Regions from separate parts of the Anser cygnoides genome. Here region 1 is linked to region 2. The links are chromatin contacts, called in public Hi-C maps. All regions are on one chromosome and are shown on one strand. Each heading gives the region's core, a stretch centred on a gene start, on an enhancer-like site or on the middle of the called end of the contact. The rest is flanking DNA. Distances are from core to core; before and after follow the strand shown.

Evidence for each region. Hi-C and Micro-C count contacts between places; a contact is called where the count stands out from the background.
Region 1: a contact with region 2 is called in a Hi-C map of liver, with 3 times the contacts expected there. The contact joins the enhancer-like site here to the promoter of PTBP2 in region 2. A contact is called at or near these places in 2 of 7 Hi-C or Micro-C datasets (granulosa cells and liver).

Annotation. Positions count from the first base shown.
Region 1 is chr8:3,244,319-3,248,124 of Taihu_goose_T2T_genome, reverse strand. It overlaps LOC125183160 (a long non-coding RNA gene), which reads left to right. Exons shown (of 4, transcript XR_007164582.2): 3 at 347-474; 4 at 2,364-2,476. Among named protein-coding and RNA genes, the nearest start is that of PTBP2, 100 kb to the right of the region's middle. Within about 2 kb of position 1,759, at least 1 of the 3 cell types and tissues checked has open chromatin away from gene starts, as enhancers often do. A contact at or near this core is called in liver, where this site is marked.
Region 2 is chr8:3,140,312-3,144,234 of Taihu_goose_T2T_genome, reverse strand. It overlaps PTBP2 (polypyrimidine tract binding protein 2), which reads right to left and starts at 2,607. Exons shown (of 14, transcript XM_048067021.2): 1 at 2,106-2,607; 2 at 509-539. The coding sequence starts at 2,287.

The DNA.
Region 1 (3,806 bases), core at 510-3,009, 100 kb before region 2:
GGAAGCGTGAGTGACATTAAACCCAAATAACACGAGTCCCTCACGGCACCAGGGGCTGCCCTTCCGGGGTGACAGGGTGCCACCAGGCTTCTGCTGCTGTGGGAGGCCCGGTGCTGGGGCTTTGCCTGCGTGCTCGATAGCTCCTGTCCTACCTGGGCTCATTACCTTTCAGGCCTTCCATTGCTTTCGTTTGGGTGAAAAACAGATTGACCTATGAGTGAGTGCCCTGCCATTGATTCAGAAGCACATTTCTGTCACACAGACATTTTTAGAGAGGATAAGTACAGGCACTTCTCTGTTATTCATCGCTCTAAAGACAGTGGCTCCCCTCTCCTCACTGTTGCAGGACATGGTTCAATATCACGTCTAGAGGCTTGATAGGAAAACAACCACAATATTGGATCTGTGTGGAAATGGCTCCTCATCTCTGAACTGAGCATGCCAGAGCCAAAATGGAAACTGCAATCCAGTTTGGTGAGTATGCAGATACTTGCTGCCTGGTGTGCAATAATTACCCGTGATTATTGCACAGTTCAGCTCATGAGTCAGCCAGGCGTGCTTGCTGCTTCTGAAATATCATTTCACCCCGCACACCTTTCTTGACCTCGCACACCCTATTTCTTTAAAGATGCCTGTGCCTTCTGTCAGCTTTATGCATTAATCACACCACTTGCTCATTACTGTGCACCCCAAATCAAAATTAAGGTCACCTTGTGTATTGTCAAAGCTCTCAGCTGTCTCAGGACGACCCCTGGGTCCTGACAGCTCCCGCAGGAGGAGAAGCCACCTGCCCAAGCACTGCCTCTTACAGGCGCATGCCTGCTTCCCTGCTGCTGTGTGGGGTGAGCACAGGGTGCGTGCCAGCCTTCTCTGACCCTGCTCCCGCAGGACCTGGGCCAGCTGAGCCTTTAGAAACTTCACCAGGAACATGGAGGCAGTGCCAACAGGCAGTTTAGGACATTGTTTGCCTTTCTCTTTTCTGCCCCGGCCCTCTCCTCCAGAAGAGGGCTGGAGGCCCCTGGGATTGCGGTGAGCATCCTGCCAGTCACCGTGCGCGCTTTGTTGGCACGGTGAAGCCGGAGGTACCGCTCACGCAGCGGCCCCGCAGAGTGACAGAGCTCCATCAGGGCTGACTGACAATGGGAACCAGCAGAGGGTGGGATCACTCTTGTGGCACACCCAGGACACCACCCAAGGCTGCCAGCAGCTCCAGATGCGAAGTTTGCTTGGTGGCAGTGCCCTGAGCAAACCGCATCACACCTCCCAGGCTCGCTGTGCAGCAAGCACCCAGCGAGCCCAGTCACTGGTTGCTGTTGCAAGATAACGCCTGCTCTAGAAGGCCAGGTCCCTCCTCTGCTCTTGAGTTAAATACACGTTTCATAGGGATTGTCTCACTGCTGGGAGGGCTTTACCTCATCTGTGACTTGTTATAGAGCCACAAACACTTCTGTGCTGTGCCCTGAAGCCAGAACCCACAGCCGAGAGGTGTGGGTGTGTGCAGTGCCTCCAGCCCTGGCCGAGCCCCGGGAGCAGCTTCGTGCTTCACTCGCGTGGGGCTGTCCGGCCCTGGCATTCAGCACTTTCTGCTCCACTGCTCTGTGGGGCGGGTGGCTGTCACTCCATGCTGGCCACACATGTGGCTACAGAAGAAAGAACCAGCAAGGAGGGTTTCCTTCTTCACCTCACTTGTTAATTGAAAAATATCGCTTTAATTCAATAACAACATATGTTGATAAACATAATAAGCCGGTGGTAGCAGAGTGGTGACGCTACGCTGTCACTTCTGTTTTAGCCTTTCAGGTTCAAATGACTGTGTTGTCAAACGACTCCTTTACAATATTTGCCAAAACATGTTTACAGAAAGGCTCAGGCACAAGTGTACCCTGGCGTGCCAAGGCCACTGAGAGCGCCCATGCCAAGCAGTGCAGCGACCGGATGGAGGAGGTGCTGGCTGTCAGAGCACAGGAAAGGTGCTCCCCAAGGAAGGGACAAGGCCATGTGCCGACCATTTGAGCATTTTTCCTGGCAGTCCGCTGAAAAGATGCAGAACTTATTTCCCAAACATGACTGCTATGAACTTGGTAAGAGCTTGCAAGTTTTAGTGTTTACAGATGGCTTAATTTGGCAGTCGTAATCATTATAGGAGCCACTAATCTAATGGGAGTTAAAGGCTGCCAGAAGTAAAGTATTACAATTAGAACAACACCCCAGTCCATGAGTGCTCATAACTTGGTACCATTGCAAACACCATAAGGTGCATACACATTGGGCGTTTGGTTAATCATGCTGTAGTTCAAGCAAGCGCTGTCACAAAGGAATGAATGGACACCAAGAAATCACACCTTCCTCTCATCCTCCCCCAGCTCCTGGGCCGCACAAGGGGCAGCACAGCAGACGTGGTTTCATTCAACATGTGGGAAGAAAGCAACACATGAAATCTGAGCAGTGGTCAAAGAGTGCACAGCTAAAGAACCTGCAGCTGAAGAGACATGCACAGTGTGTGTTTAAAGCTCTTCCACATGTTCAAATGAATGCATCGTTTCACTGAGGGCTTAGCCATGTGCACTAAGCCTACTTCCCATCAGCTCAGTTGTAAGCTAAGTCAAGGAAGGATGCCCAAGCTCACCTGTACTGCCTGGTATTTGCCAGGGACATAAAGTGCACAGTTGCTGTGGACCAGTTGCTGTCCCATCACAGCTTGCGGCTGAAGCCCAAGAAGTGCACACACATGTGTACACACAAACTACCCCATTCCTTATTGTTTTCCTTCCTCCAGCTAGCCTGTTATCTTTTTCCAGACATCCTGCACTGCATGAGATATTGTCTTTGGATCCATTTTTTAAGAAGCTCCAGGAATCCTGTGGTTTCTGTGTTACAAGGACCTTGCTTTTCCCTTTGTCAGTAGTCTGGTGGTTATCTATTATTCCCTCTCTTTAAATCCCATATGCAAGGTCTGATGCAGAGCTGTATGCTGCTGTGGGAAAGAGCGATTGCTAAGTCACTTAGCGAAGTGGTTGGAAGCTGGGCAAAGCCCTGCTTCTGGGCCAGTGCCAGCTTGCTCAGCTGCAGCTGTCCCAGGATAACGCCCCAGGACCTGCTGGGGCAAAACCCACATTTGCTGAAGGCACTTTCTCAAGTCCAAGACGGGGTTGTTGGAAATATAGTCTGCCTTTCACTCACCAGTGTCCTGAGAATGTTCATTAGTGGTGAAGAGGATTCAAATTCAAGCTGAGGGCATCGTATCTCTCTGCAACAAGGAGAGCTGTCCTCTCTTCTGGGAGTGGCTTTCAGTCTTGCCTTGTGCCTCTGCTCCTCTGCACCAGGAAGCATCATAGCTCAGCTTGGGTTCAGCAGTCACCTAAGACGTGGGAGATCTCACTATTGTCTCTGCATGAAATAATAGTTAATTACTCACAGGAGGAAGAGATCCAATAGTCCAATATGTGCATGAAATACAGCATTTGGACAGATCTCCTTGGAGAGTAACTATCAGTGAACACTTGTGTTCTGAAAAGACATTAAGTCAGGACAGCACACTCCAAAGAACAGTATAGTAGAAAAGGTTTAATTTCTCTCCCTTTTACTGGAAGATGTTTCCATCAGCAACAAGAGAAAACAAATCTTAACCACAGACTTCAGCATAATAGCTGCAGTAACAAAACAAGTTTCATTATTAAACTAACTCTTGGTAAAAGCCAGATGATTTCTACAGACAATTTTGCATGCAACTGCTAGATGCAATTTGCAGAGTGAGCGCCAAATTGCCATACTAATTATTTCTGGGCTGATGTTCCCTCTGTGACATA
Region 2 (3,923 bases), core at 1,358-3,857:
GCACCTTCCTTGTTATAACAAATACGATAAATTCATAACTGAACTTGAGAAAGAAAAAGTAATGTCTGTTTCTCTGTCTACAGAAGTTCTACTTTCCGTATTTTTCTGTCCTGTTACAGACACTTTTTTTTTTTTTATTTCCATGTTAACTGTTTTGGAAAAGGGGGAGGGAGGAAGAGGACAGAAGAAAGCATGCTTTTAACCACCATACAACACATGAGAGTGTTGCTTTGAAAAGAGAAAAAAAAACAAAAATAAGCTTTAACAAATAGTAATCTGACACCACTACATTAATTTAGAACTCCTGTTTACAGTTCAGTGCTTAGAGAAGTTTGTGTAGAGCTTCCAGTTTATCTCTAGGGATTTTTGGTTAATAAAGCATATACTGCTGACTAAATATCAGCTGACAATGACTGGTTAAAGTCTTACAATTTGCAATTACTGAGGCTTAAGGTAGTTCATTTTGTATTGGCAATTTACCCCCTTATTTGCTAAGTGTACATCCTACCTTCACACCAACTGCAACATCAGTGACAATGCTGTAAAAAAAAAAAAGAAACACAAGTCAACCAATTTGTCCTCATAAAAACAACTTTTAGATGTATTGCAGTACTAAAACAATTCGGAATCAAAATAGCTAACAACTTCCCCAATCCAGAAAATGTGTCCAAAGAACACAATGTGACTATGGGGAAGTAAAAAAGCAACCTACAAAAGCCACTGAGCCACTTACAGGCATCTCCAGAGTAGTCCAAAGTTTAAGTAAATATTACTCTAATGTAACACTGCCAGGAAACGCATTTAGGAAACTCAGGTCTCTGGACTTCATGAAATTACAGACAGGGTGAAAATAAAAAGAACCTAAGAATATATACAGAACTTTTCTCACGCACCCTCATTAACCAGACACCCAGTTCAACAAAACGGTAACCCTACAAATCTTCTAACTGCATAAAGCAATAAATACATTTTTTGAAACAAGCTTAAATAAATTAAAAAAAAACACATTGGCTAGTATTAAGATTTCATCATCAGATATCTATATGAAACTGAAACAGGTACACCAAGGTGCATCTTCTCCTAAAAAGTTGTGACACCATAACTTACACTGTGTAACAAAACTCCAACGACAACATAAAACAGTACAAAAGAAAATAAGAAAACAAAATATGAATATCTGAAAGCATTCCACAGTGTAATACTCATCACTGCCACGATTTCTCGGGCAGGATAAGTAACTCCCAACATTATAAACACAAGTAACCATAAAAAGCCTTTAAAACTCTCACAGTTGAAAGGTTATAAGCGTAAAGCATACCAGAGAGATTGCTTCTCTGTTTGAATCAGGACAAACAACTTAATTGGAAACCTGGAAGCGGGAAGATGTTGTATTTACACTGATGAGGGCTACAACCACCAGTCTCCCTTTCCAGGTCCAAGAGAAAGGGGGCCTCGTGCGGACCACCTGCCCACCATGCTCCTGGCCGGCTCTGAGGGTCCTTGCTATCCCCTAACGCCTTCAAAACCTCCCCTTCTTTGGCTTTTACAGCCTGTCTCCAGCGTGCACAAAGGCATCTTTCTACCTGGGGAGGGGAGGCAGCCCGAGGACTACTAGTCAGTTTCTGAAAACAAAAGAGCTCGACATCTGGCTCCTGCTGGTATTGCTCCTCCTCTCCAGCCAGCTCCAAAACAAACCCGAGCCCCACACAGAGCGAGCCTCCGCACCCCGCGGCCGGGGGGCAGCAAGAGGGAGCACGGACGGGGCAGGAGCGGGCATGGAGACCCCGAGGGGCGGCATGGGGGCACACCGCGCCCCGTCCTCGCGGCGGGACCCGCCGCCCCGGGCACCGCGCTAAGCAGGGGGCGGGCTCGCACGGCCCAAAGCCCTCGGTGCTGGGCACCGAAGCCCCCCCCCGAGGGGCGGACAGGCTAAGCTCCCTACTCCCCACCCGGCGCCGGGCCTCGGGCTCCGGCCGTCCCGCAGCGAGCTGGGGCAGCGGCCGCTCCCCACGCCCCGCCGGAGACCCAGCAGCGGGGACCGCTCCCGAGCCCCGAGCGGGCGGCGGCACCGGCGCGGCGTGCCCTCGCCCCCAGCCGCGGCTCACCCGTCCATCGCCGAGCAGGACGAAGCGCGGAGCAGCGGGACAGAGAGCCGCGCGGCCGACGAGCACGGGCGGGCTGCGAGAAAATGGCGGCGGGGCCTGCACGGAAACCAACCAACGGGGCCGAGCGGCGGATTCCGCTCCTCGGCGTCGTCTCCCTCCCGCATGCGCCGGGCGCTGTGCATGCGCAGTCGGCGCAACTGAAGGTTTTGCCCTCAGCTGCTGCCCGGGCCCGGGCGGCCGGTGAGGCGGCGCAAGCTGCCCCGCCTGGCTGCCCCGGCTGGGCGGGAACGGGCCCTGGGCGGCAGAGGTGGCGACAAGCCCGGTCCCAGTTCGTGGGGCTCCTCCGGCCCTTGGCGGTCCCTGCGCCGGTGTCTCAGCCGCCCCGGCGGATAGCACTTGTTGTGTGGTAGGACCCGCCGGAGTTGGTGTCGCACCCGCCCACAGTCTGTCCCGTCCCGTGAGGGGAAGCGCGAGGAGCAGGCGCTGAGCGCCCCCTCGGCCTGAGCACCCCGCGGTCCCGTCCTCGCCGGCCGGCCGGCCGTAAGGGAGCGTCCCGCGGTTCCCTTTACTCCTGACTGCTAAATACTATTTCAAAAAATAAAGGTGAAATTGCAAGTCTAGTGTTGCAGAAACTTGGGCTGTCTCTGTGGAAATCAGTGTAGCCACGGTGGTGAACCATCAGAGTACAAACTGAGGCCATTAGGAAATGTGCTGCTTTTCCCCACTCCTGTGCTCAGTCTTACACATCTCACAATGTTTCTAAAAAGAGGTGTTCGCAGGACCCTCTGGATTGCATTCAAATGAAAAGTAAATCTAAAGTTTCTATGCCTATGATGGAAGACTTGAAAATGATCTAAACATGCCTGAGCACAAGCCCAGACAGATACTAAAAAGTAGAATAATAGAATCACAGAATGTCTCGAGTTGGAAGGGACCCAGAAGGACCATTGAGTCCAACTCCTGGCTTCACACAGGTCTACCCGAAAATTCAGATGATATGACTTAAGAGCACAGTCCAGACGCTTCTTAAACTCTGAGAGGCTTAGTGCCATGACTACGTCCCTGGGGAGCCCGTTCCAGTGCGTGACCACCGTCTCATTGAAGAACCTCTTCCCGAAATCCAGCCTGAACCTCCCCTGTCACAGCTTGACACCATTCCCTCGGGTCCTATCACTGGTCACTGAAGAGAATAGGTCTGCGTCTGCCCCTCCACTCCCCCTCGTGAGGAAGCTGTAGACCGCAATGAGGTCTCTCCTCAGCCTCCTCTTTTCCAGGCTGAACAGGCCAAGTGACCTCAGCTGCTCCTCGTATGTCTTCCCCTCGAGGCCCCTCACCATCTTTGTAGCCCTTTGTAGTACTCAAAATGTCTTTGTATTTTCTATAGTAGGTTCTGGCAATACTGGTTTCAAAAATACCTTTTAGGAGATAGCCTGAACTATTATTTTTTTCTGGTTAGTATAAGCCCCTTGGAGTCTGTCACTGAAACTATTGCAATAAAGCGCGATAAAGAACTTGAGAGGCAAAATACAACGCACATTTCCATAACTAGAAAACCAGCATTTTTCAGTTCACCGTGCTTCGCTATCCCTGTCTCCGTCTCCAAGTGGCTCTGTGAGTAGCACAGCAACTAACTTAAGAGTACGTGGAAATTCTCATTCCAATTTTTGAGTTTTGTTGCTCTGTTATGGAAAAGTCACTTGGGTTCTCTGCAGCAATGAATTTATGAGGTGGAAAAGAACTAATACCGGTTCTTATAAATACTAGTATCATTTGGGTATCTGCAACTACCTTTTCTTTCAGCAACTGTTTTCAGCACCC